Linked DNA regions of Sus scrofa: regions 1 and 2 are each linked to region 3. A link is a contact called in public HiChIP or PLAC-seq data. All regions are on one chromosome and are shown on one strand. The core of a region is the stretch at or near the end of the contact, and the rest is flanking DNA. Distances in the headings are between cores, read along the strand shown. Region 1 has its middle 110 kb from the start of NCOR2. Region 2 has its middle 130 kb from the start of NCOR2. Region 3 overlaps NCOR2 (nuclear receptor corepressor 2).

The links. HiChIP or PLAC-seq counts read pairs in DNA pulled down with a chosen protein or histone mark.
Region 1: a contact with region 3 is called in an H3K27ac HiChIP or PLAC-seq map of alveolar macrophages. The contact joins two enhancer-like sites. A contact is called at or near these places in 2 of 2 datasets of contacts at active chromatin or transcription factors (alveolar macrophages and skeletal muscle).
Region 2: a contact with region 3 is called in an H3K27ac HiChIP or PLAC-seq map of alveolar macrophages. The contact joins two enhancer-like sites. A contact is called at or near these places in 2 of 47 Hi-C or Micro-C datasets (both in embryonic fibroblasts) and 1 of 2 datasets of contacts at active chromatin or transcription factors (alveolar macrophages).

Annotation. Positions count from the first base shown.
Region 1 is chr14:28,534,732-28,539,109 of Sscrofa11.1, reverse strand. No RefSeq gene overlaps it. Among named protein-coding and RNA genes, the nearest start is that of NCOR2, 110 kb to the left of the region's middle. Within about 2 kb of position 2,444, at least 19 of the 83 cell types and tissues checked have an H3K27ac peak or open chromatin away from gene starts, as enhancers often do. A contact at or near this core is called in alveolar macrophages, where this site is marked.
Region 2 is chr14:28,514,809-28,519,627 of Sscrofa11.1, reverse strand. No RefSeq gene overlaps it. Among named protein-coding and RNA genes, the nearest start is that of NCOR2, 130 kb to the left of the region's middle. Within about 2 kb of position 2,472, at least 14 of the 83 cell types and tissues checked have an H3K27ac peak or open chromatin away from gene starts, as enhancers often do. A contact at or near this core is called in alveolar macrophages, where this site is marked.
Region 3 is chr14:28,724,644-28,729,035 of Sscrofa11.1, reverse strand. NCOR2 (nuclear receptor corepressor 2) reads right to left here. Exons shown (of 49, transcript NM_001044576.1): 14 at 2,734-2,788; 15 at 38-136. Among named protein-coding and RNA genes, the nearest start is that of NCOR2, 84 kb to the right of the region's middle. Within about 2 kb of position 2,930, at least 57 of the 83 cell types and tissues checked have an H3K27ac peak or open chromatin away from gene starts, as enhancers often do. A contact at or near this core is called in alveolar macrophages, where this site is marked.

The DNA.
Region 1 (4,378 bases), core at 1,195-3,694, 190 kb after region 3:
TCCCTCTTGAAGCATGTTTGTGACTCACTCATAACCAACAGCATGTGGTGGAAGAGATGCTGGGTGGCCAAAGTCTCAGGCAGGGGCGCAGGTACATTCATGCATTTATGCAACCCTCTGCCCTGGCATGGGGCTGTGGCTCAGCAATCTCAGTGCTCTCCCATCTCCCTCTGCTCCACCCAGCCACCAGGTCAGGCCCTTCCCCATTTTTTTTTTCACGGCTGCACCCGCAGCATATAGTTACCATATAGTTCCCAGGCTAAGAGTCAAATCGGAGCTGCAGTCGCCGGTCTACGCCACAGCCATAGCAAAGCCAGATCCAAGCCGCGTCTGCCATGTACGCCACAGCTTGCAGCAATGCCAGATCCTTAACCCACTGAGCGAGGCCAAGGATTGAACCCACATCCTCAGGGATACTAGTCAGGTTCTTAACCCATAGAGCCACAGTGGAAACTCCCCCTTCCCCTACTTAGAACTCTTCAGTGTGGGAATGACTTTATCCCTTTCTCCAACGGTAGGAATTGTGCCTGTCTTTTATCAGATTTTGTCACTCAGCTCCTCACTGATCTCTCGCCCACCGGATGATAAAATTAAATTGTAGAGAGGTTTCAAGAGGTCACTTTGTCTTCCCAAGGTCAAAATGATCAACATAGACTTAAGCCTTCTAGAATGTATGGCAAACGTGCCTGTGGTCCCCTGTTCTTAGGGTCACTGCGGGTGGTGCTCATACAACAACCACAACACTAATAGCAGAAACAGTAAGAGAAGGCTCTGTGCCAGTCGCCGTTCTAAGCAGGTCTCACCTCTATCACCCCACTTGGATATGCTCATCGGCCACGCTGGTGAGATTCTTAGGGGCAACTTCTTATCCAGGTGGTTGGGCAAGGGAGTTTGTAATCGTCAGGTTATGCCAGGTTATGTTGCAGTTACCAAACAACCCTATGATGTCCGTGACTTGACGCACAAAGTCTTATTGTCCTTCACACGACAAGTGCATGGTGTGTCAGCCACGGACCTTGCTGTACAACGTCCTCACCCCTGGACCCAGGCTGCGGGGTGGTGTGGCCAAAGGAGACTTCTGGAAGGTCTTGCACTGGCAAATGAATGTTCAGCTTGGAACTGTCACTTCCACTCACATTCACTGGCTGAAAACCATCATGGGATCCCCCCTCCCCACTGGGGAATCAGGAAGCGCCCAGAAAAAGGAATATATGAGCCTCTCTGCTGCCCCAGGGTCTGCAGGGTGCAGTAGCTAGTACCTGGGTCCAGTGTCCCACCCACCCCTCCTTCCCCTCAGGGTCCATCCCCTTCTGCATCCTCACCTTGTAGTGGGAAGAATAACCCCGCACCCCCACCCCCAGAAGGGGCTGTCCTACCCCCACAACCTGAGGATGTTACCTTACTTGGTGTGTTAGCTCAGGCTACCATAACAAAATAGCACAGACTGGGGGCTTACACAACAGAGATATATTTTCTCACAATCCCGGATGCTGGAGTCCAAGGTCAAGGTGTGGACAGGGCTGGTTTCTCCTGAGGCCTCTCTCCTTGGCTTGCAGACAACCACCTTCTCACTGTGTCCTCACTGGGTCAGCTGGCTCTCTGTGTGTGCGCTTGCGCCTCTGCTCTCTTTGTATCCTAATCTCCTCTCCTTCTAGGGGAGGGTGGGTGCCAGTAGGCTGAGGTTTAATGACCTCATTTTAACACAATTGCCTCTTTAAAGATCCTATCTCCAGAAAACAGTTACATTCTGATGTTCTGGGGATTAGGGCTTCAACATCTGAGTTTTGAGGGGTTCACTATAACCCAGGGCAAAAGAGACTTTGCAGGTGTGATTAAGAATTTTGTGGAGGTTCCGGGAGTGGAGGTTCCGGGAGTTCCCGTGGTGGCTCAGTGGGTTACAAACCTGATTAGTACCCATGAGGATGCAAGTTTGATCCCTGGCCTTGCTCAGTGGGTTAAGGATCTGGTATTGCTGTGAGCTGTGGTCTAGGTTGCAGACGTGGCTCAGATCCCGTGTTGCTGCGGCTGTGGTGTAGGCTGGCAGCTGCACCTCTGACTCGACCCCTGGCCTCGGAACTTCCATATGCAGCAGATGTGGGCCTAAAAAGCCAAAATTGGCCATCTCTGTAGAAACTACCGCCCAGACCTAACCTGCTTCCAGGCAAAGGGACCCAACAGCCCAGTGTCACCACTCTGGATGAGGGAGACTGGCCTGTAGCCGTGAGGAATTAATACAAAGGACATGTGACCACAAATGACCTGATCCCTTTCTCTCTACCCTGGGGACCACACGCTCACATGCTCAGCCACCCCCCTGGCCTCCTGACCTGTTTTCTGGCCACACCCAGCTGCTTTTTTCCAAACTCACAGGCCCTGTCCACGTCTCAGCCTCTGCTCTGGCTGTTTTCACTTCCTGGACTCCGCGTGAGCCTGACTCATCCTCATCCATCCGTCCATCCATTAAGCTCCAGGGACAAAAGTCTCCCCCGAGGCTAACAGCCCGTCCCACCTGCCCCGCCTGGCCCAGAGGAATTAACCTCATTTCATTCACTCAATAGACGTTTGCTAAGTGTCTCTTCCTTTCTCACCAGACGGTGAACAGGACCGACAGCCTTGACCTCAGAGCAGATGGTACAAAATGTCCCACATTCCTGCCCTGCTCGCCACCCCCCTCCCCCGCCACACACAGCTTCCTCTGTTATTAATATCTTGCATTACCTTGTGACGCATTTGTTACAATGACTGAATCAATATGGATACGTCATTTTTCCCGGGACTCCACAGTTGACATTCCGGCTCTGCCTTGGTGTTGGGCCCTCTATGGGTTTGGACAAATGTATAATAAAAGATACCTGCCATGAGGGCACTGTCACAGCCCTCAACACTCCCTCTGCTCTGCCTTTCATCCGTCCCTCCCCACAACCCTCGACAACTACTGGGCTTTTTTTAGTGTCCCCCTAGTTTTACCTTCCCAGAATGTCAGAAAGATGGAATCACACATAGGTAGCCTTTTCCGATGGGCTTCTTGCACTTAGAAATAGGCATTTATGTTTCCTCCATGTCTTTTCCTGGCTTGCTAGCTCATTTCTTTTTAGTGCCAAATAAAATCCCATTGTCTGGATGGACCACAGTTTATCCATTCACCTGCTGAAGGGCATCACAGCTGCTTCCAGTTGGGGCGATTATGTGTAAAGCTGCCATAACTATCCGCGGGCAGGTTTTTGTGCGGACGTAAGTTACCACCTCCCTTCGGAAACAGGTAAAAGCGCAGTAGCTGGATCGCAGGGTCAGTGCGCTTTCAGTTCTATACAAAACCACCAAAAAGTGTTCCCAAGCAGTTCTGCTGTTTTTGCCTTCCTACCAGCAATGAATGAGTTCCTGGGTTTTTACATTTAGTTCATGGTTGAAAAAAAAATCAAAAGAAGAAGAATATTTCATGACTCGTGAAAATGATAGGAAATTTAAATTTCAGGGCTCACAAAAAGTTTTATTAAAACACAGCCATGCCCATTCCTTTAGGCACTATCTCTGGCTCCTTTTACACCGCAAAGGTAAAATAGGAGAGTTGAGACAGAGACAGGAAGTTCCACAAAGCCAGAAATATTCTGCCTGAGCCTTTGCAAAAGAGGCTTGCCCACCTCTGACTTAGTATAGAGATTTTGAGATTCACGTACATTGCGACACGTGTCAACACTTCTCTCCCTCTTATAGGTATATATTTTTTCTTTTTTCTTTTCTTGGGGGCCACCTGCATGTCATGTGGAAATTCCCAGGCCAGGAATCAAACCTGTGCCATAGCAGTGACCCAAGCCACTGCCGTTGCAATGATATATACACACACATATTTTAAGTCTCACAAAGTGTTTTTTGGTTTGGGGGGTTTTTGGCCACACCCACAGCATGCAGAAATTCCCGGGCCAGGGATTGAACCTGCGCCACAGCAGTGAAAACACCAGATCCTTAACCCACTGAGCCACCAGGGGATCTCCAACACTTCACTCCTTTTTATTGCTGAATGGGATCCATTGTGCTGGTAAATGAAATTTATCTGGTTACCAGCTGATGGATATTAGGTGTCTCCAATTTTTAGCTCTTCTGAATAAAGCAGCTCAGCACGTTTGTGTCTGAGAATATATGGGACACAGGTCTTCACTTCTCTCCGGTAAATGCGTGTGAGTGGAATTGCCGGGTTGTGATGGTAGGATGTGGTTTCCAATCAAGGGCCATTTTATCCTATTGAACCCAAAGAAGGGTTCTTTCTTTGCCCTTTGCCCTTTGTCCTCTGCCAAACTAGACAATGAAGCATTCATTGCCCAGGGGAAGAATAAGAGAGTAGAAAAACATAAAAAAGCCTATTCAGTTTCAGAAGGCAAGCTTT
Region 2 (4,819 bases), core at 1,223-3,722, 210 kb after region 3:
TCTTCTATTCTGTGGGTTGTCTTTTTGTGTTGTTTAGGGTTTCCTTTGCTGTGCAGAAACTTTTGAGTTTGATTAGGTCCCATTTTTTTATTTTTGCTTTTACTGTCAATACTCTAAGAGGTGGATCTGAGAAGATGTTGCCGTCATTTATGTCAGAGAGGGTTTGGCTTATGTTTTCCTCTAAGAGTTTTATAGTGTCTGGTCTTATATCTAGGTATTAATTCATTTCGAGTTTATTTTTGTGTGTGGTGTTAGGGAGTGTCCTAATTTCATTCTTTTCCATGTGGCTGTCCAGTTTTCCCAGCACCACTTATTGAATAAGCTGTCCTTTCTCCACTGTCCAATCCTCCTTTCTGTAGTCAAGTCTCTTTCTGCCTCCCTCTTTTAAAAATTTAAAAATTTTTATTTATTTAATTTTTTTTTCTTTTTTGGCTGCATACACAGTTTATGGAAGTTCCCGGGCCAGGGATCGATTCCAAGCTACAGCTGTGACCTAGGCCACAGCTGTGGCAATGCTGGATCCTTAACCCACTGTAACACAGCGGGAACTCCTATTTTTATTTTTTTCGAATTTATTTAATTTATATTTTTTTGGTCGTGCCCACAGCATGCAGAAGTTCCCCGGCCAGGGATCAAACTCAAGCCACAGCATCGATCCGACCCACAGCGGTGATAATGCCTGATCTCTAATGGGCTAGGTCACCAGGGAACACCAAATTTATTTTACTGAAATATAGTTGATTTGCAATGTTGTGTTAATTCCTGCTGTACAGCGAAGTGACTCAGTTATACATATATATACATTCTTTTCTGTTACGGTTTATCACTGGATATTGAATAGAGTTCCCTGTGCTATAAGTAGGTCCTTGTGGTTTATCCATTCTATATATACTAGTTTGCATCTGCTAACTCCAAACTCGCCACTCATCCCTCCCCCACCCCCTCCCTCTTGGCAACCACAAGTTTATTCTCTATCTGTGAATCTGTTTCTGTTTCATAGATAAGTTCATTTGTGCCATATTCTTGATTCCACATATAAGTGATATCATATGGTATTTGTCTTTCACTTTCTTACTTAGTATGATAATCTCTAGGCCCATCCAGGTTGCTGCAAACTCTCTGTCTCCCTCTCAAAAGGACACTTGTGGTTACATTTAGGGTCTGTGCGGTTCGCCCGGGATGGTCTCTCCATCTCAATGTCCTTAGTCACATCTGCCAGGCTCCTTTTGCCTGGGCATCTTCAGGGGGCGCTATTCTGCCCACTGTGTGCATTACCAACAGCCTTGCAAGGGCCCTTTCCGCCCACCACATTTCTGTCTCTCTCCTGTGCCAGCACATGCTGATTTGCTTCATTCTTTTCGGCCTGATGGGCACTTGCACAGCAACTGCCTGTTAAAAACCACGCTGGCAATGTTCATAGGGAAACCATCAGAGTTCTGGGCTCCCCTGGGAGCAGAGAGGGGAGCTGGCTAGCTCTGAGAAAGAGTTCTGGAAAATATTGAGCCTTCCCACGGCCAAACTCTCCTCTGGAGGTGCTTCCAAGTCCCCCAGATCCCCCAAGTCAGAGGTGGCTGGTGCAATGTGAGATGTGACCCCAAAGCTGGGATCTGGGGACAAAATGGCATATAAGCAGAGGTCAGTGTACAGTGGGAGAAAGGAAATAAAGTGTCCTTGTTTTCGGGTCACGTGCAGAATGATCAGTGCCTGAATGGACCTACTTAAAATTCAACTGTTTCCTTACATTTACATTTGTCGTTTATGCAGCCTCACATTAGCTACGCTGGTTAACTTTCTTTTTTTTATTTTTATTTTTTCAATTATAGTTGATTTATAGTGTTCTGCTAATTTCTACTGTACAGCAAAGTGACCCAGTCATACATATACATATATATTCTTTTTTTTTTTTTTTTGCTTTTTAGGATTGTACCCATGGCATGTGGAGATTCCCAGGCTAGGGGTCTAATTGGAGCTACAGCTGCCACAACCACAGCAACGCCAGATCTGAGCAGCATCTGCGACCTACACCAGACCTCACGGCAACACCAGATTCTGAACCCACTGATCGAGGCCAGGGACTGAACCTGCAACCTCATGGTTGGATTCATTTTCGCTGCTCCATGACGGGAACTCCTATATATTCTTTTTCTCACATTATCCTCCATCATGTTCCATCACAAGTGACCAGATATAGTTCCCTGTGCATATTGTAAACAGTGAGTGCTGCAATGAAGATACAGGTGCATGTATCTTTTTCAATGAAAGTTTTGTCTGGATATATGCCCAAGAGTGGGATTGCTGGTTCTATGTTTAGTTTTCTGAGGTACTTTCATCTGTTTTCCATAGTGGTTGTACCAAGCTGGTTAACTTTCGGTTGCCCCTCCAGACCCTCCCTGCTCTGTTTATCAGGAGGCTGACCCTGTGGACTACATTTCCCAGGATCCCTTGCACTCTGGCTTCCTTCCAGAATCAGCCAATGGGAAGCACCAAGGAAAGATAGAAGGGTGGGAGAAGAAAAAGGGTGAGGTACTTCCCCGGTACTGCCTTTCCTGCCTGACCGTAACTGGAACAGGGGCTGTGTTCTTCTGCTGAAGGACCCTTCTGTCAGATGGCCCCTGTCCTCCAGCTCCAGCTCTCTCTGGGTTCCAGTAGCTACTTCCTGTCCATGCAGCCTATGGGTAATAACAGCTTCTTGTTTTCAGGAGCCCTGGGCACTGCACAATTTCTTCTTGGGTTCCCTCCACAGACCTCACCTCCACCTTTGTAGGCTGTCCCTTCACTAACTCTCCCAGTTACTCCATTTGAGAACTGGGACTCAGACAGATACAGTGAACAATGATATTTGTGACACTGCAGGTTTGCTGCACAGTTACAACGTGTGAACACACATTGAAATAAATACTAATTATTAAAGCCAAAAAAAATACTGTGGTGTTCTACTTAAAATCATCTCATTTCATATCATTGGTATTCATGGCACTTGGGACATTGTCATGGAATAAGCTCTATTACAGGGATGATAAAAAGCTTGTGGTGGCCATTATGGCTCAGTGGGTTAAGAACCCGACATAGGGTCCATGAGGATGAGGGTTCGATCCCTGGCCTTGCTCAGCAGGTTAAGGGTCCAGTGTTGCTGCAAGCTGCAACATAGGTCAAAGATGCAGCTCAGATCTGAGGCTGTTGTGGCTGTGGTGTAGGCTGGCAGCTGCAGCTCTGATTTGACCACTAGGCTGGGAAATTCTGTATGCTGCAGGTGCAGCCATAAAAAAAAAAAAGAAAAAGAAAAAGAAAAGGAAGAAAGAAAAAAGAAGTAGGATAAAACAAAGCTTATTTGACCTAAGCATGGGGACCAAATAATCATACATCCTGAGGGAGTGGGGTGCAGCTTGCCAAGGTCAGGCTGCACTAGGGATATGGACTGGGGGGAATAATGGAGGAAGATAAAGTCCGTGTAAGCACTCTGGGTACCACTAAATTGTTGGAGTCTGGTATTTCCAATGGGAAACTTACCATTTTTGTAAATAACTGCTTATATGAGGCTGTAACCATGCACTGCTCAGAATTCTTGCTTGCAAGTGACAGAGACCAACTCAAGTTACTATATTAGGTTCCTCGATTGCTGTAACAACATGCCAAAAACTGGGCATCTTAAAACAAGAGGAATTCATTGTCTTACAATTCTGGAGGCCAGAAGTCTGAAATCAAGGGGTCAACAAGGCCATACTCTGATGGTTCTGGGGAAGAACACTTCCTTCCTCTTCTAGCTTCTGGTTTTGCCGGCAACCCTAGGTGTTCCTTGGCATCCTAGTCATACGGCATGGTCCCTTTGAGTCATCTTCCCTCTGTGCATGTCCGTTTCTAAATTTACCCTTTTTTATAGAGACTCCAGTCATACGGGGTTAGGGCCCAATCTAATGACCTCATCTTAACTTGATGACCCCTGTCAAAACACTATTTCCAAATACGGACACATTCTGAAATACAGGGGTTAGTATTTCAACATATATTTTTGTGAGAAGGGACAAAATTCAACTCTTTATTTATTTATTGTCTTTTTGCTATTTCGTGGGCCGCTCTCGCGGCATATGGAGGTTCCCAGGCTAGGGGTCGAATCAGAGCTATAGCTGCCAGCCTATGCCAGAGCCACAGCAACGCAGGATCCGAGCTGCGTCTGCGACCTACACCACAGCTCACGGCAACGCCGGATCGTTAACCCACTGAGCAAGGGCAGGGATTGAACCCGCAATCTCATGGTTCCTAGTTGGATTCATTAACCACTGCGCCATGACAGGAACTCCAAATTCAACTCTTTATAGTGACTCAATTTACAAAAAAGAAGAAGAAGAAGAAGAAAAGGAAGGAAAGGAAATTATTGCTCTGGTTAATAAGAAAAGAAAATCCGGAGTTCCCATCTTGGTGCAGCAGAAATGAACCCGTCTAGGAACCATGAGGTTGCGGGTTTGACCCCTGGCCTCGCTCAGTGGATTAAGGATCCGGCGCTGCCATGAGCTGTGGTGTAGGTTGCAGACGCGGCTTGGATCCCACGTTATTGTGGCTGTGGCGGAACAGCTCCGATTAGACCCCTAGTCTGGGAACCTCCATATGCCGTGGGTGCGGCCCTAAAAAGACAACAACAACAACAACAAAATCAACAAAATCAAGGTGTTGTGGCTAAAAGAAGGGGAGGGTGGATATTGAGAAGATCATTGTCAGTTCCTGCCCAGGAATTTTTTTGGGGGGAGGGGCTTGTCCAAAGTCACACCCTTGGTCAGTAAGGGAAACATATTTGAACCCGCCACTGCCCGTTCTCTCAGCTTTTGCT
Region 3 (4,392 bases), core at 1,681-4,180:
GGAGCCGTCCCCAAGCCCGCCCCACCCCCACTCTCACCTGGCTCTTGCCACGGCGCCGGTAGCTCCGCCTCACCAGGCTCTTGTAGTTCTCATTCTTCTTGGTCAGGTAGTAGTAGAGGACACACTCAGCCACCGTCTGCAGGGCGGAGAGAGAAAACAGCTCTGCAGAGGGTGCACTGTGGGTGGTCAGGGCAGGCGGCTGGGAGCCAGAAGGCCTGGGTTCAATTCCTGCCTCTTCCACCTACTAGCTGGGTGACCCTGGCCAGCTTACCTAACCTCTCTGGGCCTCAGTTTTCTCGCCTGTGTAATGGGCGTACTCAGAGCACATACTTCACAGGGTTGTCCTGAAGACCAAGTAAATTAACACACATACACATAAAGGACGTGGGACTGCACCCAGCACAGGGCACGCACAGCTGCTACTGGTAACCATGACAACAAAGCCGTCATGTGCCATCCCGGCAAAGTGAACAAAGGCTCCCAGCTCCTCAACTTGGGTCTGAGGTCTCCTTTCTCTCACCCCAGTTTCTTCTTCCATAATATATGGGGCCCTGAGTAACCTCTTCCAAGCTCCCTGCGTCTGCCCGATTAAGGTCCCCAAGCAACTCTTCATCTCTTGGAATGTTTCTAACTTTTCTCTTCTTGGTCTTTTCCACAATTTTCATTTTCTGGGTCTGAATCCTGGTGCTGCGTCTTGCTGAGTAAGTGACTGGCCCTCTCTGAAGCCCACCACCTCCTCGTCCACAAGGACCAGTAAGAGCGACAGTGTCCTCAGAGCAACTGGAGGACACAAGATAAGGATGCTGCCATCTGCAGCCGCGGGGCTGGTCTAGGTGCTCACTAAAGCCGGCAGCCATCACTGACACGATGTAAAGTGTTGGTATGATGCTCGGAGCTGGTGCCACGCCAGGACCTGGCCTCTGAGGGGCATCCCATGAGGGCTGCTGGGTGCAGAGGCGGGCTGGGCCTCAAAGCCCTGTGTCCTTATCCACTTCCTGGATTGTGCTATGAACAGGGGCTGCTCCCAGGCTAAATTTGGCCACCAGCATGGCCTGCCAAATAGTGAAGAAAAACATTTTACAATCAGATGCCAGCATTTGCAAACTGGGTGATGTGGGCGTCCAACTTCTCCTTGAACAAATTCTGGAGAATACCTTCCTGTGCTGGGCGACCACGAGCTGGCCCTAAAGCATCAGGTGGCCCTCCACAAGGGCAGGGGTTGGCCAGTCCACCCAGCTCCCACCCTACTATTCGCCTCTCTCATGCCAGTCCTCAAAGGCATCGCTGGAACCTCCAGCTTCAGACTCTTCTGGAAACTCTATTGAAGTCTCAGCTTGGGCTGCCTCTTAGCCAAAGAACAGATAAAGTTTTTCCAGCACAGGGACCTCTGATCCCCTCATTCCCAAACGGTGCTGGTCAATTACCAATTTCAGAAACCCCTGTTTCCATCTCTGGGAGCCCCAACCTAAAACCTCCTGTGTGGTCCACACCCCTAGGAAGAAGCTGTCACTCCCTCGGAGGAGAGGCTATTTATAGGGATTGCTTCTCCACACTGGTTTTTCAGGCAGGGAGAGATTTCATTTCCCCACACTGCCCCATCTCCCTCCTTCTATGGTTATCAGCTCATTAAGGGCAGATGCTGGGAACAACTGTTACCCTTTAAAATAACCGCCCGGATCCTGCTCCGACCGCCCTCCCACAGCAAGGAAGTGTGAGGCCTCCAGCAGCTGGGTATTTGCAAAGCTGGGGGTGGGCGGGCACCCCACCTCTGAGAAACAAGATTTAGGGAAACGTTGCTTAGAACACCCAGCATGGCAACTCCAGAAAGTAAATCTTTTCAGGAAGCTTGTCTGGCTCCGCCCTGATGATGTGGAGTCCAATGGCCAACTGTGACCTAGGGCCACATCCAGCCCCCAGACCAGCTCCTTCCTACCTGTGGCTGATCCAGCCACTGCCTAGGCCAGCCTCGTGGGTGCATAAAAGGGGGCTTTCCCATTCTCTGGGATGCTTTGTATCCACCTGCTAACGGGAGCCAGAGCAGAGAGAGGCGCTGCCCCAGGCTGGGTTTGGGGCCAAGGTGGGGTGCAAATGTCTGTGTGTGTGGGGGGGGTGGTTGGCCTAACCCCGGCCTGTGGAAGTTCCCAGGCCAACAATCAAACCTGTGCCATTACAGTGACAACACCAGATCCTTAACCCACTGCACCACCAGAGAACTCCTCGAGTGTCAGTTCTATGTAAAGGTCTACTCAGTGGGGATGAGGACTTGCCAGCCACACGCCAGGGTTGGCATCAGGGTTATCAACATAGAGTGACCATCAGAGGGACTAGAAGGGTCACTTTGTCCAGGACCCCAGAGGACAACCACTCTTGCCCATCCAGCCTTAACTAGGAGGCCAGGCATGGCATATGGCTTCTGGAACCTGAGCCCAATCTGTCAGGATGCTGGCTGCCCTGTCTAAGGAGCGGTCTTTGGAGAAGCCTGCAGTGCACACAGCTCTCCTGGGGTTTCCCGGCCTTAGCTCCACCCCCAGGGCCGGGGCGGGGCCTGTGGCTGCTTCTCCCAGGAGGGAGGAAGGAGGGAAGTGCTCGCAGACACAGTAAGGAAAGCAAGGAGCAAGCAGGCAGAGGCCTCGTGGGCGGGGTGGGAGGGTCCTTCTCCCCGGCCCAGGAGGCCGCGGCAGGAGTGGACGCCAAAAGGGACGGATGGCGCAGGGCTAGCAGGCAGGCACTTACCTTCCTCTCCAGGAATGATGCGATCAGGCCGAAGTTCTTGGGGTGCTGCATGAACCTGTAGGGAGAGAAGGGCGGCCCTGAGACCAGGACGAGAGGAGCTTCCCGGCTGGGCAGCCGCCGAGCTCCCGGGCGCCTGCCATCTCCGCTGGCCCGGCTGGACGGGCGCCGCCCCACTCGGAGCAATTAAGCCCAGGGGGGTGTGGGAAGGGCTGCGGGCGGGACCGAGGGGTAAGAGAGGGCGTTCCTTGGAGTGAGTCACTGGTTTTAGCGCCTTTGAAAATACATTTGTTTGTCCTGCTGGAGGCGGGTTCCAGGAAAAATGAGGACATTACATGCAGCCCTTTGCTGGGGTTCCCCCCCTTTTAAAATCTGCTTTTGTTTCTATCTCCGGCTGGGCCTGGGAAGCTGGGCCTTGCCCGGCCCACTCAGGGGCCCCCACTGGCGAGGTCACAGGGCAGGACTGGTGAGGCCGCCGGGCCTCCCCGGGAGAGGTGGGAGCAGAGGCTCTGGGCGCCCGCAGGGAGGCAGGCAGAAGGCAAGCCAGCCCAGGAGGAGGCAAGAAGGGACTGAAGCTGGAGGGGTGGCGGGGAGCTGGCGCCCCACCAGCTGGCTTCCTGAGCTGCCAGGAGAATTACTGGGAAAGAGCTCGGCCTGGCTGAAATGTCAGGGCCACAGGAGCAGGCGGACAGCGGGGGTGGAGATGTGGGTCAAGGCTGCTCTGGGGCTCTGGGGAGGCTGGGCGGAGCCTCGGCCTGCCCGTCCCCAAGAAGCACCACCGGCCCTGAGGTCTCCCCCAGGGAGAGAAGAGGCTGCTGGCAAGGCAGGGGCCCTGGGACCCCGGGAGGGAGCCTGGGCCAGCGCCTGGCGATCGTCCTGCCCAGCCCTCCAGATGGCTGGGCAGGCAGCCAGGGGGCCCCTCCCCTGCTTCCCAACCAGACACTGGAGAATCCGGAACGGCCTCTTCTCTCTTCCCAGAGGAAGCCGCGAGTCCGAGTCCCAGGCAGGCTTCCCAGCCTAGGAACCTGCCTCAGGCAGTTTGCAAAGCTGGAAACACCCCAACGCCTTTCTTTTCCAGACAGAAAAAATCTTCCCTTCCCCTCCTCTCCCTGCCCAAGTGACACTTCCTTCCCCCCGAATCCTTTCCTCAAGGTTTCCCCAAGCAGAGGGAGAGTCCCCAGGAGACCAGGAATCAAACTTGAGAATCTCTTAGGGCACCTGTTTCACCCCCCTCCAACCTATACCCTCCGCCGACGTTTACTGATTGTTATGCACTGAGCACCTAGAGACGCTGAATAAGGAGACACTGTGACTACATCCATTTTACAGATGTGGAAACTGAGGCTCAGGCAAGGGAAATAGAAGCTCCAAGTCACAAAGCCAGTAACTGGTGGAGTTCTACGCCACTGGTACACAACTGTCAAAGGCCCCAAGTGCTATTAATTCTGCTGAAAACAAGAGGTCTCCGAGAACCTTAAAAGGTGCAAGCTGTCATAGGGGGGCCCCAGCAGATACCTGCCCAGCCTGGGTCCCCCCTTCTTCAGCTACTGGATTAACAGAGTGTGAAATCGTTAGAATAGCGACATGAAAGCTCCAGAAAGGCCAAACACAGAAAGCACCCCCAGAAACTTTTTTTTTTAAAGAAAGCATAAATAAATAGAA